Linked DNA regions of Mus musculus: regions 2 and 3 are each linked to region 1. Evidence: chromatin contacts called from public promoter capture Hi-C data. All regions are on one chromosome and are shown on one strand. The core of a region is the stretch at or near the end of the contact, and the rest is flanking DNA. Distances in the headings are between cores, read along the strand shown.

Evidence for each region. Promoter capture Hi-C pulls out the DNA fragments that hold promoters and counts their contacts.
Region 2: a promoter capture Hi-C map of embryonic stem cells shows a contact between it and region 1. The contact joins the promoter of Cd177 here to the promoter of Phldb3 in region 1. A contact is called at or near these places in 4 of 39 promoter capture datasets (embryonic stem cells, neutrophils, second pharyngeal arch cranial neural crest and 1 more) and 2 of 9 other capture datasets (adipose tissue and pancreatic islet).
Region 3: a promoter capture Hi-C map of embryonic stem cells shows a contact between it and region 1. The contact joins the promoter of Ceacam10 here to the promoter of Phldb3 in region 1. A contact is called at or near these places in 5 of 39 promoter capture datasets (the C10 cell line, cranial neural crest, embryonic stem cells and 1 more), 1 of 484 Hi-C or Micro-C datasets (the G1E-ER4 cell line), 1 of 115 datasets of contacts at active chromatin or transcription factors (embryonic stem cells) and 1 of 9 other capture datasets (pancreatic islet).

The regions. Positions count from the first base shown.
Region 1 is chr7:24,608,892-24,612,690 of GRCm38.p6, reverse strand. It overlaps Phldb3 (pleckstrin homology like domain, family B, member 3), which reads right to left and starts at 1,363. Exons shown (of 15, transcript NM_001102613.1): 1 at 1,113-1,363; 2 at 12-194. The coding sequence starts at 1,346. Ethe1 (ethylmalonic encephalopathy 1) reads right to left here. Exons shown (of 7, transcript NM_001364014.1): 7 at 3,766-3,799.
Region 2 is chr7:24,758,037-24,761,939 of GRCm38.p6, reverse strand. Cd177 (CD177 antigen) reads left to right here and starts at 1,629. Exons shown (of 17, transcript NM_026862.3): 1 at 1,629-1,705; 2 at 1,798-1,941; 3 at 2,154-2,339; 4 at 3,491-3,610; 5 at 3,828-3,903. The coding sequence starts at 1,654.
Region 3 is chr7:24,775,424-24,779,069 of GRCm38.p6, reverse strand. It overlaps Ceacam10 (carcinoembryonic antigen-related cell adhesion molecule 10), which reads right to left and starts at 1,866. Exons shown (of 4, transcript NM_007675.4): 1 at 1,731-1,866; 2 at 585-944. The coding sequence starts at 1,794.

The DNA.
Region 1 (3,799 bases), core at 114-2,613:
CCCATCCTCACCTCGATCCTCAGTTCCTTCTTCTGGCGCTGTAACTCCTTCACCCGCTGCTCCATCAGAGCCACGCGAGTCAGTGCCTCCAGCTGCTGTCCTCGCAGCCGCCGCGCTGCCCCCCGCAGCTCTTCCCCAGAAGGGAGGCATGGGGAAGGTGTGGCTGGAATCTGCGCGGCAGGCGTAGCCTCGGGCTGAAATTAGAGAGGGTGTGATGAGAACAAGTCTCGCCCCCCTCAAGTCACCAAACAGGTCTGGTCCCACCCCAGTAGTGCCTCTGGGGGTCATGAGCTGCCAAGTTCAACTACTTCCTTTCGGGTCCGAATGGAAGACCGTGAAGCGGGGAAGCCGGCAGGTTCTGAACCCATCATACAAAGCCACTATGCTCTGAAGCTGAACTAGCAGAGCTTGCTTCCTTTTCTTTCCTTCCTTCCTTCCTTCCTTTCTTTTTTCTTTCTTCCTCATTTCTTCCCTCCTTTCCTTTTCTTCTTTTCCTTTTTCCTTTCTCCCTTCTCTCTCCTTTTCTTTTTTCTTCCTCCATTTCTTCCTCTATTCTTTCTTTTTTTTTCTTCCTTCCTTCCTTCCTTTCCTTCTTTCTTTTTTGTACCTGAATGCTAGTGGAAATCAGAAGATTCTTGCCTTACATCAATGAGGGTTCTGGGGATCGAACCCAGGTCGTCAGATTTGACAGCAAGTGTCTTTGTACACGATGAGCTCATCTGTCCCTGAGTCTCAACCTCTTGGGATCTCTTTCTCAGAGTCCCTGGATCGCTCTTCTTCCCCCCACCCCCACCCCCGTCCCTCTCTCTGACTTAGACTCTTCTATGTTGGCATTTCTTTTTGTTTCTCTTCTGGGTCTGTGTGTCTTCCCTGTGTCTCTCTTTTAGGTCTATGTCTCACTCCCTGTGTCTCTGTCGTATCTAGTTTCTATGTTTCTACCCGAGTCTCTCTGGCTTCAAATCCAACTTTGTCTAACAGGGTGTTTCTGCCTGTCTATGGGTACTCTCCTTGACTCTGGGTCTCTGTCTAGTCTCTCTCTTTATGTTCTTCTGTGTCGTCTTGGGTGTCTGTCTGTCCGTCTGGACAGCCCCCCCGGGGGGATGATCCCTCACCTCTTCGCGGCAGCTCTCGGTGCTGCTACCTTCTTCCACTTCTTCCTCTTCCTCGGCCTGCCGCCCAGCTCCGGGGCAACTTGGAAGCTCCGCTGGGACTTCGGGCTCCTTGTGCTCTTTGGGATCCTCGGGGTGCCCCTGAGGCTGCACAGCCCCTTGAGGCTGGACCTCGACGGCGCATTCCGAAACCTTTGGAGACGAGGAGCCCTCCTCTAGGGTGCTGGGTGTCCCCATGGCCGCTTCGGATTCCTGTGGTGTGGGCGTGGTCAGTTTCAGAGGCGTGGTCTGATGTTTGTGGGCGTGGTCTAGAGCGCGTTGAGCTTGCCCAGAGGGCGGAACCTAAAGGTTCAGAGACCAGCTCTGAACATTCCGCGGGCGTAGATTTCCTGGGGACCCGCTCGCGACTGGGGAGAGGCTGTCGGCTCCGAAGGTGACACACACACCTAGAGGTGGGAAGAGAATTTGAGTCCGGGGTCCTAACGCTCCCCGTGCTGGGGCGTCGCACGCTGAGCCTTCCCTTTGCTCCATGTGTCATCCCTGAGCCCCTTCTGCAGCCCTCTCCAGTTTCCCGGATTGCCTCCAAGAGATTCCATCTCCTCTACCCTCTCGGGACTAGCCCGGCTCTCCTCCTTGGAGCTCCACAGTTGGGTCCCGAACCACCTGTAAGGAATCAGCGTCCGAGGCTCCTCACCCCAAGATCCAGAACTCGGGGCTGGCAATGTCTACCTCTCCGGATATGCCTGGGGCCCCAACGCCTCCGTTCCTTCCCGGGAGGAGGTCCTCGTAGGTCGTCAACCTTCTTTCTGGCTCTGCACTGGGCACTGCCGCTCCTGCGGCTAAACAGGTGGCTGGAAGGAGGGAGGAGAGAGAGGCCGCCCCGTCCCCCTCCCCAGCAGCCCGGAAGTGGAGGGGGGGACAACAGGTCCGACAGCTCTCCTGGGAGGAGGGAGCCAGCAGCCTGCCCCGCCCGCAGCCCAGGCACCCAGCCATCCCGGCCCCTCCAGCCCCACCCAGAGAGAGCCCAGCGCCCAGACCTCCCACTCAGCCTCCGGTGCCCCTGGAGGGCCGGGCTTCTTAGCCACCTGCATACAGCAGCCTCCCTAAGGCCGAAGCCTAGGAAATCCTCAAAGGAAGATAGGAATGAAGATGGGGGCCTCTCCCCTCTAATAAGCCCTTTGGAAGGGCCCTGACCGGTTTAGGGAGCCGGACAAGGGGAGGGGGTATCCCGGGCTGAGTCAGCGATCTGCCCAGAGACAGAGTGTGCCCCACGCGCACACAGTTTACTATGGGGTGGGGCACAGAGGTTAAAGGTCACAGCCAGACCCTTTCCTCTCTGGGCAGAAACAGGAAAATATCTGGTATGCAAAACCCGACTGTTAGACATCAAGAGCTGTGCAAAACATTTGACACACCTCAGTGTCATACCACACCACAGCCCATAGAAAAAAAGAGATCGACCGTCTCCATTGTACAGTTGTGGGGACCGAGGCTGAAGGAAACAAATACACCTAGGATCTACAAGCATTCTAAATGACTTTTTTAAAATTATTATTACTTGTGTATGTGAAAGATAGTGCAGGTATGTAAGTGGCACCCAACATGTAAAGAGCTCATAGGACATCTTTGGGAAGTGGTGCCTTCCAACGTGGGATTCAGGCATGGAACTCAAATCATCTTGTTAGCAAGAGCTTTACACTCTCGGCCTTCTCAGCCCACATCTGTTACTACCTGCTTTGTCTCTCGAGATCTGTACTCATAACTATTTGGCAATACAGGAGGGACAATAGCAGCGACAGGGGCAGGGGAGCTGGTCATGCAAGCAGGGTGCAAGAAGTCAGACATCGGGATTTATCAGTTCAGTGAAATATCCCGTTATTGTTTCCATTACACAGATCAGAAAGCTAAGGGATGGAGAGGGGCTCATTTGGCCTGGGACTCCCAGGGGAGGGGCTCACACAGAATTATGTGCTGCGGTGCAAGTCTGTGAGAATACCTCCCCTACATCGATGTGAGCAACCTGCTATCTGCTTCCAGTCCCCCCACCCCCAGCTCCCTTAGACCTTCCTTCCTTCCCCCATGGTCCTGACCACTGCTAGCTCTGTCTCCTCCTTCCCTTTTACGTGAATGTCTGTCTAGACTAAATGTATGTCTGTGCATGCCCGGTACCTACAGAGGCCAGATCCCCTGGAACTGGAGTTACAGATGGTTGTGAGCTGCCATGTGGGTGCTGGGAACTGAACCCAGGTCCTCTGCAGGAGCAGCCAGTGCTCTTAACCACTGAGACATCTCTCCAGCCCCCTTCCTTTCTATCTATCTATCTATCTATCTATCTATCTATCTATCTATCTATCTATCTATCTATCATCTATCATTCAGGGTCTTACATAGCCCAGGGCAGCCTCCAACTCACTGTGCAGTTGAGAATAACCTTGACCTTCTGAACCTCCAGCCGGCAAGGGCAGGGATGACAGGTCTGCACCTCCCTGCCTGCTTTATGCAGTACAGAGAAAGGAACACAACACGGGCTTTATACATGCTAGGTGAGCGAACGTTCTACCAACGTCTACCCCTGGCTTTTTGAGAAACCAGGGCTGAGTCTCGGCATCCATCTGGAAACATAATTCCTTCCCCAAGAAAGCAAGCAGAACTCAGATTCGTGGCAAAAACGAAGTAAACTTTATTTAAGA
Region 2 (3,903 bases), core at 380-2,879, 150 kb before region 1:
GACAAGGACATTTCCCATTGCCAAAAAGTATTTTTTTTTTCCATTTTATGTGTATCGGTGTTTTGCCATCGGGTATGTATTATACCACACTCACCCCCATGCCCTGGGGCTGGAGTTATACTACGCTGTGAGTCTGGGTACTGAACCTGAGGTTTCCACACAAGCAGCCAGTGTTCTTTACCCCTGAGCTGTCATCTCTCCAGCCCCTCATCCCTAAGAAACATGTTACTTCTCCCTAGATAATCACCCGCAACCACTACCTTATTCAGCTCCTTCCCAGATGGAAGGGAAGTAAAGACTGCAGGACCTACATTGTTCTGTGAGAACACAGACAAACAGAACAGCCTGGGAGGTGGAGAACAAATAGAAAAGCAACGTAGAAAGATCAGAAAAGGCAAGGGGAACCGGATCTCCAGTGAGGCCAGGAAGGGCCAAGGTACACTTCACAATATCCTCCGAGGTGGTTGAGTCATTTTTCCACCTAGCTAGAAGGTAACTAAGTAGCCCTGAGATGAAGAAATGGGATTCTTGTAGTACTTGGAAACAGGTGCCACACAGGCGGCTAAAGAGGAAAGAGCCACGGGGTTACCAGGAATCAGGATGTCCTCAGCTCTATTGTGAAAGGAGCTGGGTCTGAGACAGGAGGCTGGATCTGGACTTCCGAGTTTGAGGAAGGAGGGTTGCAGCCTGGAGCTATGGGTCTGAAGGAGGAGGGCCAGGGTCTGTACTCCTAGATTTGAGGGAAGGCATTTGGTGTCTAAATCCCTAGGGCCGAGGGAAAGAAGGTTGGGGCCTAGACTCCCAGCTCTGAGGGACATTGTTGGGGTCTGGACCCCTGGGTTAGTAGTGTTGTAGCTTGTCAAAAGACCCTCACTCACACAAAGACCACAGAGACTGCCATCGTTGCAATACACATGAGGATTTTACTTATCCAACATGTTGGGGAACCCCCCCTCTCAGCACACAGACTGGAGGGGAGACCCAGGACAAAGAAAGAACACACTTGTTATTCCTTTGTAAGGGCTGGACATAGGCACCAGGGTAGTTTGGCTTCTTTTAATTGGTGTAGCCAATAACCTTTTTAGACATTGGTTGGTTTGTATAGGGTGACTCTCATTTTGTCTGTCCTTGAGGTTTTTAGTGTGTGAAGCGAAGCAGGGGAATTGTTAATCTTGTTTTGGAAGCTTAGTAATCTTGACCGTTAAAACTATGTTTCTATATTTGTTTAGTCAGCCAGCTTCCTTACCTGGCTCTGCACTTTGCCTGCTAGTACAGTTTGGAAAGTCCTTTTTGAGGGGGGAAGATACTGGGTGGTCTTGAATTTATTTTGGATATTACAGTAGCAAGAAGGCTGAGACCAGGCTCTTCAAGCCTGAGGGAAGAGTGTTTACCCCTGTTTCTAGGGGATGAGGGCTGGAGTTTGTACTCCTGCATCCGAGGAACGCTGGGGCTGGTTATGTACTTTTCAGTGGGGGGTGGGGTGGGGGTGGAGGGGGAAGTACTATCCAAACAGCCTAGTTTTTCATACAGTAGATTAAGGGTGGAGCCCCCCCCCCCCATTTCCGGGGCTGCCTTGGGTAATATGGTGTATAAAAAGTGTTGCGTTTCCTGCTTGAAGAGCACTGGAGAAATTTCCAGCCACAGACTGGTATCATGAATTCTATACCAGTGCTGACCCTTCTGGGGGTCACGGCCTTGCTACCCTGTGCGTAAGAAAGCCAGCCCAGGAAGGGGGTATCTGCTTCAGGGAGTGGCATAAGGTAACCAGCTGAAACGGAGCTGTTCATCCCATCCCAGGTGTCCCAGCTCTGACCTGCCAGAAAAGCAGCGCACAGGCTGTGAGGAATGTGGCAGAGCTGCCCCTCAGGTGGTGGGGAGCTGGTGAGAAAACCTGCGAGGTTAGCGAGGGTTGCCAAGACTTGATAATGCTCCTGTATAATGGTAAGAACAATCTCCCTGCAAAGACCTGCTCCACTGCCCTCAGGCCTCCTGCATCCGTGGGAGGAACTCTTCCTTAGCCGCAGGAGCCACCCGCCCAGGCCCAGTCCCCTCTTCTCTAGTGTCTCACCTACATCAGGGTGCCCAACCTCGCTCCAGGACCCTGACATTCCAATCCTTTGCCTTCAGTTACCTGCCTTCCCTTCTCCATCCAGGACCCAAGGTCAACTTGGTGATCATCAAGGGCTGCACCGAGGTTGAGGACCAAGAGCCGAAGGTGATCTGGCTCAGGACAGGCCCTGGGCTCTCTGTGGTGTCCTACACCCGTGTGTGTCGCCATGGTGACCTCTGCAATGATGTGAACAGCACTAAGATCCTTGAGGAGCTACCTACACCCACAGGTGCCTCGGGTAGGAAGAATGGTGGGAGAGGCTGGGAGGGGAGGGGAAGGCTGGGGAGAGATTGTCATAGGAAGGGGAGGGAGGCTGTGAGATAGAAGGGACCACGTGGGGTTACTCTTTGACACCGAGCTCCCTGGCTCTATCCCACACTTGACTGTGACTTTGTCCTTTTCCTCTCTTCCAATTCACTCAGCCTCCTTCTCTTCTCACCCACTCTTCCCTGCCTCCTGCCTCAGAACACTTCTGCCAGCACTTTACAACAGTGTTGGAGCCATGAGCTGGCCATAGTTTCTGATGTCAACCCCTACCCCCGCCCCCCCCCCCGGCCCACCCCAGCTCTTCCCGCATAGCCCTTTCTTTCATGTGCCTGGGATCCGTTCTGTGGCGACTCTCACAAAGGGCTTTCTGTGTTTCCTTTACATAAGGGGCATTGCCCTCTAACTTTGTTGTTTGGTTGGATTTTGTATGAGGATGTGGGTGTACCCATGTTTCTGTGTGTACAGGTGTGTGTGTGTGTGTGTGTGTGTGAATATGTATAGGAGCCAGAGACCTCAGAAACTATCCAGTTAATGTCTTTGAAACAAGGTTTCTCAATGGAACCTGGAGCTAGCTCACAGATTAGGTGAGGATGGCTGACCAGCAAGCCTCAGGAATCCACTTGCCTCTGCCTCTGCCTCCACCTCTTACATATCAGGATTATCAGTGGGCTAATGTACCTGCCTTCATACATGGGTGCTGGAAAGTTGAAACAGGTCCTTATGTTTCCAAGGAATGTCTCCTCAGCCCTGGCCTGAAACATCTCACTGCCTTTACTGTTGTTGGGGTGACAGTAGGCTGGAAGGACTTGCTCAATCAGTGTTTATTTTTTTTTTTTCACTGTTTTGCAGAAGCTGTGGGCGAAACTACAGTTTCATTCTAGGGCACCCTCCTTTCCTTGGCCTAGTCTCATCTATGCCTATCTCAAAAGTCCCTTCTCCATCCATGCCTTCCTCAGGTCCAGAGTCTGTCCTTGATCCCTTCCAACTAGATCATAGCCTGATTTCCCCTGAGACAGCTGGAGCTGTCTGAGGGGAGCCCCAGGAGGGCACGTTGGGAAAACCAAGTGGGGAAGAGGCCTTCCTGCTGCCCCTCACCGAATCTGTCGCCTCCAGTTCCAGGGTCCCTGCGCTGCCCACTCTGCCTTTCTAATGACAGCTGTGAGAATGCACCGGAGCAGGTCTGCCCTGTGGGAAGCACACACTGCTACGATGGAGTCCTCAGGCTCAGGGGAGGTAAGCCTGGACACGGGGACCCTGCGAGAGTGAACCGGACATAGATGATTGACATATGAGTGTCAAGGGTAAACTGAGGTTGGGTGTGGAACCTACAAGAAATTAGGACTTGTCTCCTGCAGAAATTAGATTTGCCTGAGACTTGGATAGTTCTACATCAGTGCTCTCTCTCTCTCTCTCCCCCTCCCTCCCCTCTTCTCCTCGCTCTCTTTCCTAGATGGCATCAGGACCAATCTCAAGGTGCAGGGCTGCATGGCCCAGCCAGACTGCAACCTGCTTAATGGCACCCAGGC
Region 3 (3,646 bases), core at 617-3,116, 170 kb before region 1:
GAACATCACAACAGTTGGCTAGTTGTCTTTCATACCTCTCCATGTACACAGCGCACACTGGGTCTCAGGAGGAGATACCCAGGTGACCTACCTCAGACATGGCTCTAGTCTAGGCTGACTGTCAACAGCCTACCAGCCTACAATCAACCGTTGTCCCTGTCAGCTCTAACAAGAGGGCAAATCTCAACCCAGGCTAACAACTTCCCAGGGTTCCTGGAGTCCAGGCTGGGTCTGGAGCAGTTTCCTGGTGCTCACCTCTCCGTGAGATTCTCATGGTTTCCTCAGGCAGGCCCTGCTTGAGCCCTGAAGGGTCTTTCTCGAGGCCATGCTCAGGATAAGCAGCCTAAGTTACTGTGCAGAGTCTGACATCCTCACACTGAGTTACCTCACAATCTCTTTTCTGAAGGAGTGAGTCCAAGTGAGGCATCTCGGTTTATTGCTGTATTTCTCCCCTCTGTGTGCCCCGAACTAAATGTTCCCACCACAATGTAGGGGACATAGTTGAGTCATCAAGGCTTGTCAGTGCTGTGTGGGAAGCAGGATTAGCTCTACCCATGACCCCGAGGTTACAGAGAATTACTTACGGTGTACATGAAATCGCACAGAAATCGGAGTAATTTCAAAGTTTTGATCTAGCATATATAATGTGTAGACTCCCTCATCATTCTTGGTGACACTTTGGAAGAACAGGGATCCATTGCTATATATTGTCTCTCTGCCGCTGTGTGCAAGCCCCATTTTACTCCTATTAATGGATGTTACAAATCGTCCAATTTCATTGTGTCCAGCCCCACTGTTTCCCTTGTACCAGTAAAAGACTCGGAGCGTCTGCGGCAGATTGTGAACAAGTAGAAGAACATTGTTGTCTGCAGTAACGTTGGGCGGCACAGCCTCAACGGTGACTTGGGCAGTAGTGGCAGGGCTCCAGTAAGTTAAAAGTGAGGCTAAGAGGGAAGAGAGAAAGACCTATCAATGTTAGGACCTTTGCAAAACCTCTCAGCCTTGCTGTGAGTGCGTGTCCTATTGAGTGGCAGCCAGCCTCATCACCTCCATTCCTCAGCAACGCTGCATCTTTCCACTGTAGGAAACGCTCTTCTCAGGCATTCACACAGCTCACCGCTCACTGCCCTCAGACCCCAGCTCACACTCAGAGTCTTTGCTGGATGTAGGGCTATATTTTCTGACTTTCTATAAAGACCCTGTGCCTTTATTTTCTGGTCTTTCTCTGCTTTGTATTTTCTGAAGTGCTTGCCAACCTGACCCCACCTAGATATCCTTGCTGGTCTGTCTTTCTGCCCAGTAGAAGTAGGGCTTTGTGAGGTTTTGTGAGGCTAGGTGGATTTTGGCTTAGTCCCTGCTACCCGGAACACGCTCACATACCCGTGTACAAATCAGTGTCCCAGAGCCTAGTGTATTTGCAAATTTCTCAGTGTAGTATGGATGCTGTTTATTTGCCCCAGTTTGGTTTATACGTGGAGAGTCACCCTGACAGAGTTGTGGACTTCAGTCTTCAGGATATCCTAGCCAGCGCGATAAACTTAACAATAGGGAAGAACTGAGTTTCTCCTCACCATTTGCCAATTCACATTCACAAATACTCCGAGCTTCCTGTTGCCCTCAGGCTTCAAGCAGAAGCCAGATGTCCCTTCTCAGGTTCCTTTCCTCTCCCAGAAGACCCCAGCCAGTCTCTGAGCTCCCCTGCTCTCTACTGGGAAGGAATATCTCCTTACCTGTGAGCAGTAGTCCAACCCAGGGAACCTGCCCTTTGTGGAGATGTGCTGAGGCCAGCTCCATGTCTCTGCTGCCTGCCTGCTAGCTTCTTCTCCAACACTACTGCTAAGCCTGGCTGCCCAGGTATCTGCCCTGCTCTTCTTAGCAGAGTTGATTCTCCTCCCAGAGGAGGGCACCTCCCAGATTCACGTGGGCTGGGGGTGGAGCCTGTGAGTCTGACAATGCTGTTCTCCTGTCAGTGCGGGCCTCCCGTCCTTCTATTCCTCTTTCCAGTTCAGTGTTCTAGAACATACTCCGAGCAGCAAGGCTGAGGAGTGCCCTGTGCCCTGGCCTTGGGGCTGTCAACTGCAGCAGGAATTCCTGTACTTTCTATAGCCTAGAGTGACACAAACCCCCATGGGAGCCCTGTGTGCCCTGCTCTCAATGCTCACAGAGGTGGGGTTTACTCCAGGCAGGAAGTGGCAGAGTTATCTGGAGGGTTGGGAAAGGCCTAGCTGAGTGATGACTGGGTAGGACCTGATCCATCGTCACTGATGGCACCAGTCATGTGTCTGATCCTAGGATACAAGTTGTCTCAGGGGCTTCATATCCTGGGTGTGCAGGAGGACGTGACCTGTGTGTCCTGGAAAGAGGACTGTGTGCTCCATCTTCCTATGGAGGGCGCCAGGGAGACCTCCCCATCTTCCTGTGCTGGCCAAATGTGATTCAGGTCTGCCCGTGCCCTCCGTAACCTTCCCAGGATGGCTCTGTTCTCCTTGGTGAATGCCCTGGGATTTCCCATCTCTCCCATGGATGATGGAGGATGGAAGGGACCACATTGGTTGTTCTTGCAGAATGGAGTTCTCAGAGATACAGGAAAGAGCCAGGAGGACAGAGTATGGTTAGGTGAAGGAACTGGCTCCAGGTGTGTCAGAACTGGGATGGAAACCAGGCTGCAAGACATGTTCATCCCTCAGGAGTTTTTCTGTTGAGTATATGGTTCAGTGGCTCCCCTGGTGTTCACGAGGAGATCTGCAGCTCACATCTGGGCTGCCCTAAGGTTGGTAACCAGGCTCCCAGCTCCATGATGGAGCTAAGCAAGAAAGGCTCCAGATGTGGAGATCCTTTGAGGATCCATTCAGCTTTTTGCTAGAGACTATTATAGTCATGAAGTGAGACTGGCTGCCTTTTGATCTGCAGTTCCACGGTGACTAATGAGGTTGATCCCCCGTTCCCATGTGTCTAGTAACTTAGTTGGACATCTTGTTCCTGGGGCAGCAATATCCTAGAACTGTGCTTTCTCTAAAATTGTTTTATTCTGACTTCTAAATATTAAAGCAAAGCACTTTCACTCACCAACAATAGCATATTTTAGAATTGTAACAATAAGAAACACGGGCTGGAGAGATGGCTCAGTGGTTAAGAGCACCGACTACTCTTACAAAGGTCCTGAGTTCAAATCCCAGCAACCACATGGTGGCTCACAGCCATCCGTAATGAGATCTGACTCCCTCTTCTGGTGCACCTGAAGACAGCTACAGTGTACTTAGTATAATAATAAATAAATCTTTAAAAAACAAAACAAAAACAAAAAAACCACAAAAAGGAAGCTTCTTAGTGTGTGTAATTCCGGGTGTGTTAGTATTTGAGATGCAGTAGCAGTGAGTCAGCATTCCTTGGAATTTGTTTTATAAATTCATAATTATGACTATTTAAGCATACATCTCAGTGTCTTCACTCTCTATAGTTTTTATAGCTGAAATTCTTGTTTAAAGAACTATGGTCCCTAATTGGTGGTACTTACCAGAACTACACTGTACAGGAGCATTCAAAGGATGAAAGACAGAACTTCAGATCCAGGTCTCCCAGTAAGGCAGCGGCCCCGCATGGAGTCCCACGTGGACACTGCTTGCTAAGGACCTGTTTTACGTCAAAA